Linked DNA regions of Mus musculus: region 2 is linked to region 1. The links are chromatin contacts, called in public HiChIP or PLAC-seq maps. All regions are on one chromosome and are shown on one strand. Each heading gives the region's core, a stretch centred on a gene start, on an enhancer-like site or on the middle of the called end of the contact. The rest is flanking DNA. Distances are from core to core; before and after follow the strand shown.

Region 1 (7,689 bases), core at 3,182-5,681:
GCTTCTCTCAGAAATATCTGGAAAATTGCTGTATTTGACTACGAGTTCTTTGATGAATTTCTAAGCTGTCCTTGAAAAGTGAGCTTTGGGCTACTTTTTAGCTTAAGTTTGTTTTGTCCAAACACTGAGCATTCTGCCTGTGGCTCACTGGAGAACATTACCTGCCCTGCTTTCCTCCTAAGGAGTGCTGGGATCCTCCAGTGTTGGGACCTCGAGCCTGGCTGTGGGTGTGAGAGGTACAGGGGATCAGAGCCACCGCTTTGTAGCACTCAGAAGTGGCCTGTTGTACCTGTGTTGTCATGCTGGGAGCCACGTGTGTTAAACTGTCTATCCTAGGCTTTTTGGATAAAGTGTGCCCTGTGAACAGGGTAGCTTCATCCAGAGCTAGTGAGAGAGCACTAGTCCCTGCAGGAATGGTAGGTGGAGGCTGGACGGGCTCCATGCTGACCCCTGGGAAGCTGAGATCAGTGTTTGCTGTGTGGGTGTTGCTAGCCATCTCATGGGGGACTCTCCTGACATGGAGTGAGCATAAACCAGGAGGTCCTTTCTTGTCTTTTTAAAAAATGATTATTCTGAGATAGAGCCTCTGTTATTTATCCCTCGCTGTCTTGGAACTTAGTCTGTAGACTAGTCTGGCCTCAAACTCACAGGATCCACTTGCCTCTGGTGTGTGCCACCACTCCCAACCTCATGTCCTGTTGTCTTAAGGAAGAAGTCTTTGGGGTCTGAGCATCTCTTCATGGATCCACAAGGGTGTCCTGGACATGTCAGGTCAGTTTCCCAGGTTGGCATGGTTACTGCTCCTGATTCCAGGCACTCACTGTGTCTTGGTTTTCTAGTTAGTGAAATTCAGGCTTGTACTGTCTGTCACTAGGCGTTCTTGTAGCAACAGCAGTTTTCACCGCCTAGGTTAGATCAACACCAGCTTCGCTGCACACCTACCATCTCCTAGCATAAGAGTTTTATTGTCCCGTCACACTGACAGGAAAACTGAGGCTTGGCAAGGCTACATTGTCCCCAATACTGGGCCATATGACCTTATCACCTGCCCAGTGGCTGGGCCTGTCAGTCACATGTGCTCTCTGAAGAGCCTGTCTGTCTTCACCCACGTCTGTGGTCCAGGCAGGCCAGAGTGAGTGCAGCAGCTGTAGACAAATGGCTCACTTGCTTCTACCTTGCCCAGGCACCCAAACAATTGTATAAAAACTGTGCTTGGGGATATGGCCTCACAGTTCACAGGGCTCAGATGGTCCTGGATTCTTGGAGGCTGGTCTCCTGCCCTACCTCCTTTAGTATGCGTGTCCTGTCTCCTTCTCACAGGTCTGAGCAGCAGCTATCCTAGCACCTAGTGTGGGGAGGCATGTAGCAGGTGTTTGGGTGCAGCTGCAGGGTGACTACACACAGAGAAAGCAGCAAGACCTACATCTGTTAGTCTCCAGAGCCTTTCCACCTCTCCCCACTGATTACAAAAGAAGTTTGACAGGGGCAGGTACTCAGGCCAGAGCCTGCTTGTGTATTTCACGTAAACGTCCATGGCAGCTCAGCTCTCCCACGCACAAAACCCATTAGGCAGTGCTGTCACAGGCGGATGATGGCGGGCAAGGTCTCATGTTGACGCAGACTCAGCCGGCTGATTTTGAAGGCCCTGTCACGATTTTGTTTTGAAGGAGTTCTCGAAAATGACAGGCTTCATTTCAAGGGTCTTTGTTAATCTAATAGTGTCCCTGGCTGAAATTTGTGGGCTGTTTTTCAAAGCTCTTGTGTGCTAGGGACAGAATGAAGACAATTTCAGCCTCATTCACGGCATAGAATATGCAGGCAGATACATGCTCTGGGAAGCTGGCTGTCCGTGTGAGCTGTGCAGGTGGGTAGGGTTAGACCCCAGGCCCTCTGAGGCCTCCTTCTGGACATTTCTACCACAGATTAGATTTATAAATTAGATTTATGCAAGTACAAAATGAGTGTGAGGCTGTCTTCTGCACAGTGTCCTGGTGAATGTGCACCTAGAGCCCCCAGTGGGGGACTTGAGACATTAACAGATAGCTGTCTCTTAGTTTTTCTGTATGAACCTAAGCTAGAGTTAATTTTTTTTCTGACTCACTAACTTGCTGTTAAAGGCACAAATTAAGCCTTTTGGAAGAATCCATAGCAAAACTGTCAGTCGGTGTAGAAAAGATAATGGAGCCCATGTTGGGTTGTGTTCGTAGGGTTGTTGTTTTATGCAATTACAATTTACCTTGTTTCTCTTTTTCTGGGTTTTAAGAAATCTAACTAAGAATGGGCCTCCAACTCAGAAGAGTTATTGGTTACTTTTTTTGAATGGCATTGCCCTTTCAGAGAGCAGTGAACATCCATCTTATAAGAAGTTATAAATGTGTGTTCCAGATTCTCTGAAGAAGGGGTGCATCTCCCCCAGCCAGCACGTGTTGAGTGCTCTCCTGCCCTCTACTGGGTGTGGCATGACAGGGAGGACTTGAGTGCTGTTGGCCTCAGGTCCCACAGCTGGCCTGTTCTGGGGCCTGCTGGACCCTCTGCCATCCAGAGCCAAGGCCCCATCTAACTCATGCTGCTGTACCCAGAAGAGTAGCTCTCTGCCTCATTTATTGGACCAGGCATTGTGCCATGCACTGGGGACACAGGAAGCAAAGACAGCTTATGCCCTGGCTATGCTGCCTGGGTTGGGTTTTGACTTACCCAAATCCTAGGAGACTCTGTACCTATCACCTACCCTGGTGGCTTCTCTTGTGACAGGTATTGATGACCTAGAAGCTTGCCCGATTCCTTTAAAGACCATCCCTCACCAGCCACCAGAGCAGAGCCATGACTTCTTCTGAACCCCCAAGGCCTTTCCTTATCCTTCTTGGCACTCCTCTAACCTCCCTGCTGCGCACACATGTGCACAATACTCACACACTCGTGCATACACACCAAGATAGGATCTCACTGTGTAGCTATCGCTGACATGGGATTTGCTATGTAGGACAGGCTCCTCTAGAGGCTGTGTCACGAGCCTTTACTGAGCTGTTTAGTTTTTCAGAAGATACAGTTTTATGTTGCTCTGACTGGTGTCCACATTCAGTGTTCCCCAGGCTGACCTTGACCCTAATCTCTCTGCCTTCCCCTCCAAGTCCTGGGATTGCACATGTATACAATCATGCCAGGCTTTATGTGACTTTTCCTTCATAACCTGGATGTCTCTTTCTGTCTTCCCAACTACATCTGAGTATTCCTGTCTGTCCTTCCTTACCCCTCTAAGGTGCACACTGCCCAAGGATCCCTCCCTGACTCCCCAGGCCCCCTCCCCCAGTACCTCCCTGCTGCTGTGTTTCCTCTGTCCATCATAGCACTTAGGTGCCACCTGGACCATTTCCTGATGATTTTGAGGAAGGGACCTGTGTTTCTTAGTCACTGCTGTACCCGGTGTGATCACAGTAGGTGGCACATGTTTGGAGTGTTGTGAATACTGCAGGAAGGAGCTGTCTTGTGCTGCCCCTGCAGGTTAGCTGTGGCAGTCCAGGCTTGAGCTGGAGATGCTGGGGAGGGCTCCTGGCCTCATTTTCTTGAGTAGATGGATCCTGTCACTTAGTATCCTTTCTGGGCCATGGAAAACTCGTCTAGGTCAAAGTGCAAGTTCAGGGTGTCTGGGCCAGTGCTGTTGTGAGAGAGCTGGCTGGAGTGCTAGGCTGGGCAAGCCTGGTGTCTGACTGTTTCATGGACACCCTGACCTCCATGGATGCAAGAAACCCAGAGGCAGGCTGGGAGGACTCCTTCTGCAAGCCTCTCTTTTTCAGCCCAGAGTGCTGGGACAGTTTCTCTGCCAGGAAGGCAACCGGTGCCTATTCTGACTGCCATTCTGATCCTGATGGTTCTTTGAAGGGTAGGAGGTTCTCTTGAGAAGACCCAGTGTTCTTCCCTTATTCCCCTGGTCCCCCTGCCAGAGAGGGATCACTGTTCTCCTGGGAACATTCCCTAAGGTCACTTTCCCTTCAGGAAGCATCTGTCATGTGCTCAAACCAAAGTGTTGAAGCCACTGGTGCATATGAGCAAAGTGTTGAGAGCTCAGCACAAGAAGGAGGTGGAGGCTATGTGGTCCTGGTCTCAGGTCCACCCCTCCACCCCACACAAGACAGGAGGCAGAGGCTATGTGGTCCTGGCCTCAGGCAGCGAGGTAGATCAGTTAGCCGGCCTGAGCACCGCTACTGGCTTTGCCAGTGATAGGGAGAATGCAGGCAGGCAGGTTTGCTTCTCTGAGTCCTGAATGTTCTACCCTGTGCTGGTCAGTCAGAGGTCTCAGTGGGAGTGTCACCTGCTGCCTGTTTGGACCCTCAGTTCATCCCTTTGCTACTCAGGAGAATCCTGGGGCTCGCTGGCTGAGGCTGCCGCAGCCTGGGGCTTCTTCCTGGGAGGTGTCCTCCCCACAGCTGCCCCTGTGAGGAGCCATTGCACTCTCTCTCTGTCAAGTAGGGTGTTTTAAAATCTGAGACGTTTCTTCCCAAAGTACTGTTTCTCCACTTTTATTCTTCGAATAGAACTTTAATTCAGTTGCACATTCATATTTAAAATCTCATAGGAATTAATTTCATGAAATCGAGTTGTTTTCCTTCCTACCTCTCACAAAGCAGTATCACCAAGCTTCCTTTGGTGTCTTTGGCGTCGGCGTCATCATTATCCCCCGAGCCGCTCTGACTCATCTAATGCAGTTTTCTCCAGCAAGCGTGTCAGCCTCGCTTCCCATCAGCCTTCTCAGATCCTGCCCTTGGTGAATCAGAGTATGCCGCTGACACTGGGAACTTTCCACCTTGCCTCAGGCACTCATTTGTGAAACTTTGAGGTGGCTTATCCCCTGAGTTTTAGTCAGGGCTGTAGAGCAGGACCTGCCATACATCCCAGTGACCCTGCGCTTCATACAGGGTACTTTGTCCCCTTCTCCAGGGGCCTCACTTGTCTTGTCACTGGCTCCTCCATTCTTGGGGATGAGAAGTGATGCAACAGAGGCCACAGGCCGCTTGTGCACCCATCTCTGTGAGGTAAACAGACTCCTCTAAGGTGGGTGTGCAGACTGAAGGGAAAGACAGGAAAAGGAATAGTTTCTCAGGTCTTAGGGGCATCATAGGGGCATCATAGGGCTTCAGAAACCCACCTGTCCCTTTTACAAAGCAGAGCATAGCTCTTCTGGAGATACCCGTAAGCCAGACTCCATCGTGAGAGAGGCCTCAGCAACCCTTCACGTACACAGCTTCCTAGTCTCAGGAAGCCAGGGCTCCACCATGTGCGTTTGGAGACTGGCAGTCTGAGATCAAAGTGACCTCAGGAGGGGTTCCCTGTTTGTTGTATAAAACTACTAGATCGCTATGTTCTCACAAGGCCTTTGCAGTGAGTGTGCGTGCGTGTGCGTGTATGTGTGTGTGTGTATAGGGGTTTCACGCTTCACATCCTATGTCAAATGGTTGTTCTTATAAGGATAGGAACCCTGTGGGATCAGGGCCCCAGCCTTAGGCTATCATGTAATTACATCCTTAGCAGCTTATTCTAAATGCAGCCATGTAGGACTCTGGTGTAGGAATTTGGGAAAGATATGGCCCTAAGCATACCCAGATATTGCCTGGTCCTCAGAGGATCTCAGTGAGTTTGTGTTGTGACTGAGTCTGAACGAGTACAAACAACGAGATAGAACTGGTCTCAGAGGTACTACCTAGCTGCCAAAGTCCCAGGAGCCCTTGGGGCAGATGACCTCCTATCCTGAGCCTGCCTGAGCTCTGACTGCTGACTCTGAAGAATATACCAGATGAAGGCTAGGGACAAGACCTACTGGTTGGAGCCTCCACTTCTGACACTCCTCCACCCCTGTCACTTCTGAAACAGGAATTGTAACCTTTGACTTAGATGAAACTCAGCTCAGTGTATGTTCATAGCAATGTTTGTCTTGCCCTTTCTCTAGCCAGTGCACTAGAGCTGATTATTACAAGTTTGAGCACAGCCTTGGCTACGTAGTACATTCTAGGCTGGCTTGGGCTATAGGGTGAGAGTCTGTCTCAAGTGAGAGCTGGGCATCTAGCACAGTGGTGGAAGTCTGCATAGAATGCTCAAGGCCTGCTTCTGTCTCTGGCACTACAAAACAAATGAAGAAACAGTGTCTTTCTGGTACAGAGAGATTGCTGACCCACTGAGTGTTGGTTTACTTAGGTGGATGCTGTGCAGGATGGCTGTGTGTACCAAGCCTCACAGCTTATACAATTGAGTGCTGCCTCCATTGCAGAGGACACTGAAGCACAAAAGGAAAGGGTGGCTTGCTATGGGTAACTCAGGGAAGGACCTGTATCTTGCTAAGTGGGAGCAGGGACCAATGCTGAGTAGTTCCAGGAAGTGGGGGAGTCTGCACAGAGCAAGCTTGCCCCTTGCTCCCTGACTTGATGAGTATGCCTTCTGCGATGTGTAACTGGGGCCCTGGAGGTTGCTTACTCCCCTTCGCAGTGGGTCATTTTGGCCACTAACTCTTGAGATGCTCAAGATGACTTTAGCCTGTGGGACATCGCCCTGGAGAAGGACTTCCCTCTGGTATTGGGTTTCCATGTGACCAACCGCTCATAAGTATGTCCTGAGTAAATCAGTGAGAGAACACGCTAACCACACTAAATCAGTGAGAGAACACGCTAACCACACTAAATCAGTGAGAGAACACGCTAACCACACTAAATTAGTGAGAGAACACACTAACCACACTTCCATGTTTCAGCCGCTGCCATTTCTGCTAAGCCAGTTCACCTGTCACTCCAGTTGGCTCCTGACACATGTGAATAGGTACACTCTGATTTTATTAGCGTGATTAATTAATGCATGGCATTAAAACATTGACATGGATTGATCTGAGTATCTTTACCATTGGCACCTCAGTTAAAAAAAACCAGTAGTTTTAGAGCGTTTAGACTTAATTATATTTCCTAAAGGATTTTTCTAGAATCATATAACTGCCCAGGCAAGGTACTTCAATTCTCTAGTTAACTAAAAGAAATTGTTTTTTTTTGTTTGTTTGTTTTTGCTTAATTCAAATTAAAAGTAATATACATTTGATAAAGACCGTTAAAGGATTATTTATTAATGTCTCCTTCTCTCTATATTGGGAGAAATCCATAAGAGCTGAATTAATTTTAAGGATGATGTGAAACACGCATGGTGCTTAGAGAGCGATTTGGCCTAGAGAAATAGGACTGTATTTTATCCATAAATTCCTTTGAAATCTCTCCTCAAAGATGAGTGCTTTTCTTCCCCAGATGCTGTTTCTGAGTACCATCTACACACTACCCTGAGTATCCCAAGTTCAGTGTCAGAAAATTGTAAGTTATGACAGTGGTTGAAGTGGGAACCTGAAGCGAATCTGAGAGCTTCATTCTCTTCGCACTTGGGTGAGGAAGTCTGCTGAAGCCACAGTCTGAAGAGAAAGGAACGAGAAAGTGCAGGGAAGGGAAGACACTCACAGGAGCCTGGGTTGCATTGTGTAGCAAGCATCCAGCTATCATCCTCCTTGAAGAGTCAACTCTTCTCATTATTACTTTTTGGAAGCTCACTGTCACAATGGCAGACTCTTTCAAAAGTGTACCTTGCTAAAGGCGATCTTACAAATAAGCCTAGCAAATTTACTAGCTCACACAATCCCATCTTCTGTCCTTTCTTTCTCTTGTTAAAAACGTTGAC
Region 2 (7,689 bases), core at 1,751-4,250, 1.0 Mb after region 1:
AGTCTCAGAGACAAATTAAAAGTGCCAATCAAAGCCACTGGCCTGCATCTGCTTCTTCCTGTCACTCAGCTCTTCTTCTCCCACACATTTGCTCTCTGGGAGTGCTGGAACATTGTAGTTCACTCATTTCTGCTGAGTCCTCCCTGGAGACCGAGTCAGACCTTCTGACCAAGCACACTCAGTCAGTCGACAGGTTCTCCAGCCTGGGAGTGAGGATTTAAAAAAAAAAGACAATTAGACAAAACTGTAGCAGGACACCAGCTGGTTCTGAGGCCGAGACAGGCTTATTTTTTCCCAATCTGATTTTAATTACATGCAAGTATTAAGGGCGGGCAGTACAACCGAGAGCAAGCAAGACAATAAACACAAATAAATAGTCAAGGAACAAACAAGACAATAAACAAAATCCTGTGGCCACGCCCTCAACCAGTGTTTCTAAGAGCTTATCAGGATCATCGAGATAACTGAGCCTACTTCCCCGTCCTAGCCCAAAGTCATATTCATGCCTGAAGCCTACTTCTTTGCTCCACCCTAAAATCCGCTTCTTGCATGAACTTACTTCCTTGTCATGGCCAAATGTCAGGTTCCTGCCTGATGCCCAATTCCCCGTCCATGGCCAATGTCAGATTCCTGCCAAGCGGCCCCCAAAGGCTCTCCACACCTTCTCAAAGTAATGCTGGGCTTCAGTAATGGCTAACATATACCAGCTATGAAACAGATGCAGCTATATCCCCCGGGGCCCCATGTGGACGGACCGCCAGCCCAAGAAGCGAAGTTTACGGCTTCCTTGACCTCCATTCCCATCCCGGTTCACACCTACAACCTTCCTGACCTCGAAGGTCTTAGGACAACTCTGTCCTCCTAGGGACACACAGGAACCTCCCTTCCAGGATGGAATTTCTGACTCAGATGGTGGGATTTCAGGTCCTGGCATTTTCTTGGGGGTGACTTGGAAGCCAAGTGAAGACAGAGATGGTTCGTTGGTCATATAGCACGATGGTGGTCTGGCCTGCTCAAAGGTGGTGCTCTTTATTCCTCCAGCCCAGAACATCCACACTGAATCCATCCTCAGGTTCCAAGCGAGGTCATTGCCTCCCACGTGGAAGATTCCAGGTAAACACGGGTTGAGTTATCACCATTGACTGTGTGTCTGCTGTCCTGGCTGAACTAAGATGGAAACTGTGGGCAGCTGGGTGTTCTGCCCACCAAACTTCTCAGCAATGTGGGAAGCACCACCCCACGCCAGCCCTCCAGGCCACCCCACAGGGCAGTAAACACTGTGGCCAGACTTCTGGGCGGAAGCCACCAAGCACACAGAGGAAGCCGGCTTGTGAGGAGGCTTTGAAAATGAACTGTTCAAAACAAGACTTGGGGCCTGGAGGTGGCTGAATTGGTGACGTGCAGGCCACACAAGCTTGAGGAGCTGAATGCTGTAAGAAGCCAGGCAGTGTGTACCTGCCACCCCAGCAGAGGAAACGAGAGGATCCCGGGGGCTCACCAGCCAGCCAGGCTAGCGGACCTGGGAGCTCCAGGCCAATGAGAGACCCTTGTCTCCAAAATTAAGGTGGGAAAGTGACTGAGAAAGCATTTGACATTGACCTTTGGCCTACACACACACACACACACATACATACATACACATAAACATACAAACACATGAACACACGCATGAACACATACACACATGAATATGCACACACAAACACATGAACACACACACACACACACACACACACACACACACACGCATGAACATGCACATACATGCAAACACACAAACACATGAACACCCACACACACAGGAGAGGGTAGGGCAGCTGTACAGGCAGCATAAGGGGACAGGGACAGTGGCCTTGGTACATCCATGCTATTGCTCTTGCTGTTGCCCCTGGCTTGCTCTGAGACTCATGGGAAACAGCTCACTCAGCCTAGAAGTGAGGGAGAGTTGTGCTTCCATGTCAGAAAACCTTGGCAGCTTCAGAGTAGCTGGCAAAGCCCAGGAGACACGCGGAGGAGCTCTCTGAGGAGCTGAGGCAAAAAACAAAACAAAACAAAACAAAACAAAAAAACCCAGCTACTGATGTGTAATGACTGCGGGGCCTCCTCAGGAATGTCTCCCCTAACACCCCCTTTTGCTGCCACCTTCCCTCACATGGCTTGTTCTTCTCTCTCTCTCTCTCTCTCTCTGTGTGTGTGTGTGTGTGTCTGTGTGTGTGTGATTGTTTGCAACAGCAGACAGGTGGACACCTCCTAAGGAAAGCCACAGGCTACCCACATGTTCCACCCTGTCCCTTCTGTGTGTGCCAAGCCACAGGGCATCTCTTCTCTCTGAGCCCACCCTGCCTGGGACTGAATACTGAAGAAGACAGGGGGCAGTATCTCAGAGCCCAGATGAGCCTCCTGCCAGGTGGATCCATTGTCTCAGGCTGGGGAGCGGGGGCGTCTAGAACAGGAGCATCAGTGGGAGAGCACCAGGGACCTTGGGACAGGGTAGGGAGACTGAATGCAGATAGATGGCCACTGGGTGCTCATGCCTAAACACCTGGAACTCTCCAGGAATTTGCATACATTCTCTCCCTGCAGACTCTCAAGGGTTCAGGCATGCCCCATTCCACAGAAGAGGAGATTTGCAGAAAGCAAGAGCCCTGCCTGCAGTGAGGCCCACTGTGAGCTAAGTACAGGACACAGGAGAGTGTTAGGCATTGGCCCTAGGAGGTCTGGAATCTGCAGGGGAAGGACATGGGGGACATTGATGCAGGGGTGGGCCTCCTAAGGTCCTCGAGATTTGAGTGCCACCCAGTGTGTATGCAGAAGGGGCGTAGAGGAAGAACAGGGAAACCATTCCTAATTTTCTGTGTGTCCCTGGGTAAGTCACTACCTGTCTCAGGGCCTTGGTTTTGCCATTTGTAAAATGGGTACTGGGACTGGCTAGGATGGAAGACTTCCTGGCACTGCAGTCTAGCAAGGGGGACAGTCAGTGCAGCATAACCCATCCCAGGGCCAAAGCTGAGGCTGAGCGACCTTGATGGAATGTGGAGCACCCTCAAAGCGGCACTGGACACTGGGCTCAGTTTTGGAGATAAAGAAGTAGGCTGGGTAAATTAATCTGAGCCTGTGCGTGCGTGCGTGCGTGCGTGTGTGCGTGCGTGCGTGTGTGTGTGTGTGTGTGTGTGTGTGTGTGTGTGTGTTGGGAGAGAAAGAGATGGAGGGGGGAGTCCAGATGGGTGTGGCTCTGGACATTAGGAGAAAGCCCAGAGTCCAGCACTACCTTGATCCTCACTCACTGTGAGTAAGAGTCTGGTATGCACAGCTCCCTGCCGCAGGGCCTCTGGCGGGAGGAGGGTGGATCCCTGCCAGGTCTCCTGGCTAGCACTGCCCCCCAGTGGCCGTCCTCCGTGCCCAAGGGCCTGGGGCTAGAGTAGATGGTAAACCAATCACAGGGCTCCACTTACCACCCAGGCAGGAGCGCATTTACCCTCTGGGAAAATGAAAACATTTCTGGCCTGAGACCTCCAGACCCACGGAGTTTCGGTCAGCTTGCAAACGGACACTCCACCCTGCCTAGGGGAGAGAGGGGCCGCCTCCGGTACCATACCACCAGGAGCTCAAAGAAAATGACCAGCACCCCAAAGTCCTCCACCTGAAGATACCTCTGCTCTGCCACCAGCTCTTGGTGGCCTCTGCTAAGTCATGCCCTGGCAATAGTTCTCAGTCATTTCCTGAGGGGTGTCAGAGCTCAGAAGCAACATCTTGTGAGCTTAGCACTTCAGGGTCTGATGGTAAGGACCCAGGAGCTGTGTCAAGTGACTTCTCAGCATTCCCCCATGGAGGGACACCCTCGGGCCTCCTCTAACACTGAGGTGAACTAGAGGGGGGAACCCAAACTGAAGCCTCCAAGATTTCCAGAAGCAGGAACCCACCATGTAGCAGTGGGGGCTAAAGGCCAATTCCCACCCAATGGGGCACTTTGTCAGGATCACTGGGGATGAGGGAGTTTTGGGAGCAAAGAGCTTGGCAGTGAGAAGTGGAGGGACCCTCATGGTCAGAGATGCAACAGAGGATGGGGTCAACAGGTAGGGAGAGTTTTCAATGGCTGGTCAGAAGTCAGCCTCCTTTCTGGATTCCTGAGTGGCATGTCAGGTGTCCAGTTATATGCAACTTCCTGATAAGCAGTCATGTTTGGAACATGCTAGCACTAAACACTAGAACCCACACTAACTAGTGATCTGCATTGTTATTTGTTAGATCTGACAGCGATGCTAAGCTTATCTTTCCTTGTTGTGGGGCTTGCCTCTGCTCAGGGCAAACCTCCCTTCTCAGGTTGTTGGGTCTAAAGGGTCTGGAGAGCCCATTGCCTGGATCCTGCAGATGACCTCAGTCTGCAAGGCCATCCAAATGAGAGGGAGTGTCAGCTCAGACCCTGGCCATCTGTTGTGTGTGAGGAGCTGGCCCCTCAGGTGTTTGGTGTGGATATTCCCTTCTATTAGGTCCAAATAGGGAAGGCTTAAAGAGCACTCCGGGGTCTCTGCTTCCTTAGTGAATCTTAGATCTTACCTCCTGGGTGTTGCTCCAGGTCCTTCAGGTAACCCCATATCTCTGCCCCCCACCCCCCACCCCATGCCAACAGGAAAAAAGTCCATTTGGTGGTTACATCCTAGGGCAGCTGCCTGAGTTCGAGACCCCAGACCTGGAGTGGTGAGCCTATGCACTTGCATGCAGCCAGCACGCCCTTGGAAAGAAGATCGATGGACAGCCTCTCCTGGGGACAGAGGTGCACAGCAGGAGGGATGGTCATCTCCCTTGTCTACTGATACACTCGCAGAACCTGGTAGGCCCCGAGGCACACCCTGATGCTCTCCCTGTCTCCTAACCCCACCACGGCCTCCACAAAGAGTTCCCAGTCTAGCAGGGTATTGTCAGGTCAGGGTTGCTCATGGAGGACAAGAGAGATTGCTTCACACTCTCCTGAGGCAGGCCTTGGGCAGTGGGATTTTCCCTCACTGCTTCTAGACTCAGGGAAAGGCACAACAAGAAACCTCTGTGGCCTCTGACTTGATCAGTCTCAGGGATCAGAAGAAGAAGGGGTAGAGGGGGAACGGCATGGCAGCCAAAAGAACCCCAGGGTCACCATGAGGCCTGTGGAGCAGGCCAGAAAGCCCATGTGCATAGGAGCAGAGGGTCTTGTGGTCTTCATCACAGCTCACTGCAAAGCTCAGTCACACTACAGAAGAGATTACTCTAAGGACACATTCATGCATGAATGAAAACCTGCGTTCCATCCCTAGAACCCATTCGAAAAGTACAGCTCTGGTGGCAAACACCCTTGTAATGCCTGCCCTGGAGGAGTGAGAAAATCCCTAGGGCTCGCCAACCAGCAGCCTGACTAAATCAGTGGGCTCCATGTTCACAAGCAACATGAATGACTCCTGAGAACAGTGTTCAAGATTGGTGTCTGGCCTCCACGCTCGTGTTCACAAATGTGCATGCACACACTTATACATGCACACGAACACACATGCCTTCCACATGTGTGTGCACACAACACACACACACACACACACACAGATATTCAAAGACAGAGAGGGAGGAGGGAGGGAGGGAGGGAGGGGAGAAAGGAGGAAGAGAGGGACAGAGAAAGAGAAGGAGGGAGAGATAGATATGTAAATAAATTAAATACTACAGAACATCTTGCAGACAAGTAGGTAAATGTGAACACAATATCTGTGTCTTAGTTAAAATAGTCATCACATCACAGCGAGGAAGCATAACTGTGACACACGCTGTGATGCAGATGTCCTTTTCCTCCTAGGCCAGCAGCCCAGGACACAGGGGACTTTGTGGCATATTCTGGGACCAGCAGAAGTGCGCACACACCCTTGTGAAGCATACAGCCAAGCTGTGAGTGCCTACGCACCCCACCACTCACTCTGCTACAACCCTTAGCACTGACTGCCTGGACAGTTGGCCACTAAGTCTAGCTGCAGTCTAAACAGAAAGAGAGATGGGATACATTTCTGAGAAGGAGTGGGTGACATCTTGACCCCATTAGAAAGACAGAAAAGTTGGCTCTCAGGTTTACACTTTGGGCTGTGGCTAAGGATGACCATACCCTGCCAAGAAGTTGCTGAAGTAACCCAGGGCACAGTGGAGGGGTCAAGAAAGAAGAAAGGGAACATGAGAAAGAGTGGGCTTATAGGTTAGCTGTGCTTCTTTGTGGGCCTGGTAAGCCCAGACACAGTTGAGGATCTCAGGATAGCCAGTGAGCGCTGAGAAGCTGGGTCTAGACTCGGGGATGCAGAGACTATGGCAAGTCCTGCTCCTGAATGAATCACAAAAGCTGAGTCCAGTTTTCCGAGGAACATGTCCCTTGGCACCTGTAGAGAACACACCCAGTCCCTGGTCTTACCTTGGAGGAATAATTGAACACTCTTCTCCCCATCTCTAACTTTCCATCTCCTTCCTCCCTCTTTCTAGACCTCCACTTTATTTTAAAGTGCCATGGCTCAAACCCATGGTTTTGCACGTTCTAGGCAGATCTTCTATCAGCAGGCACAATTCTCAGCTTTTGAGAGACGGGGTCTCCCTCTATATCCCAGGCTAACCTTGAACTTATGATCCTCCTTGATCAGCCTCCCAAGTATCTGAACCTAAGGATGTATGCCTCCAAGCCTTCCCACCTCTACCTAGAAATGGAGAAAATCTGTACTGAAAACTTTAAGTAAAGAATGAATTAATTGCCCTGGTGGTCCAGCATCCTGAAAGAACCAAGTTATTTAATCAAAAAGACCGCTCTTTCACTTCAGGAGCCAAATGCAACAGAGTGTCCTGAAAAGATTATGATGGTAACCAGCATAAAAGCAGGCCACCTTCTTGTGAACAGTGCCAGCTTTTCCAGGGTGTCCCCTGTAACCCAGTTCTGCCTGCTCTTCTTCTCTGGGTTATTCTTCACCTGTCTAGAAAGCAAAGACCTCTCCAACTCTGTCACTGTCAGGCACAGGAAAGGGAAGGTCACAAGGAGTCATTCAATTAGCAGGTAATTGGTGGAGAAAAGTCCAGCGCGTCGTTCACAGGAGCTCAGAACATTTACTTTGGGTGGGAGTGGGGGTGGGGGTGGGGTGGGGTTGAGTGAACTATGAAATGTTGCTTTCTTTCTCCCAACTAGCTGTGAGTTTTCTGCAGCCAGAGATCAAGTCATGGCTTCCAGGGAGAACAGCCTCTGGTCCCCCGTCCACACACAGTTGAGAAGAGGATGGATACAAGATGGATACATTGTATCTGCTAATAGCTGACTGTATCCAACACTGTCTGCTAAATACAAAGTTTCCAATAAACCACTTGGGTCAAAGGGGATAGTACATCATCTCTTTCCAACAAACTAACTGTTTCCCCAGCTATTCAGAGATTTGTGTCCACTAGCCACTCCACAGACTGTGGCTTGTATGTCAGGGGCTTCAGGTAGAAGCCTAGCTGGTTTCTGAGGCGTAAGTAGTTCACAAGAGACACTTGATGAACAAATGAAAAAAATCAGCAGGGGGAAAACCCTTATCTCGGGCTACATTGTGCCCATCTGCCTGCTTCCCTAAGACCACAGCTGCAAGACTGCAGGAGACAAGGTTGATTTTTCATCCCTTAAGGCTGGCGCGATGCTTAATGTTCAATACGTTCTCTCTTTTCTTGTCTCTTCTTTTC

The links. HiChIP or PLAC-seq counts read pairs in DNA pulled down with a chosen protein or histone mark.
Region 2: a contact with region 1 is called in a CTCF HiChIP or PLAC-seq map of the NIH/3T3 cell line, with 6 read pairs. The contact joins two enhancer-like sites. A contact is called at or near these places in 2 of 15 datasets of contacts at CTCF or cohesin (the NIH/3T3 cell line and pro-B cells), 1 of 484 Hi-C or Micro-C datasets (pre-B cells), 4 of 115 datasets of contacts at active chromatin or transcription factors (differentiating embryonic stem cells, embryonic stem cells and large pre-B cells) and 1 of 9 other capture datasets (embryonic trunk).

The regions. Positions count from the first base shown.
Region 1 is chr12:108,937,975-108,945,663 of GRCm38.p6, forward strand. The region is part of intron 2 of Wdr25 (WD repeat domain 25); the gene reads left to right. Among named protein-coding and RNA genes, the nearest start is that of Wdr25, 48 kb to the left of the region's middle. Within about 2 kb of position 4,432, at least 33 of the 459 cell types and tissues checked have an H3K27ac peak or open chromatin away from gene starts, as enhancers often do. A contact at or near this core is called in the NIH/3T3 cell line, where this site is marked.
Region 2 is chr12:109,955,536-109,963,224 of GRCm38.p6, forward strand. No RefSeq gene overlaps it. Among named protein-coding and RNA genes, the nearest start is that of Gm34554, 37 kb to the left of the region's middle. Within about 2 kb of position 3,001, at least 31 of the 459 cell types and tissues checked have an H3K27ac peak or open chromatin away from gene starts, as enhancers often do. A contact at or near this core is called in the NIH/3T3 cell line, where this site is marked.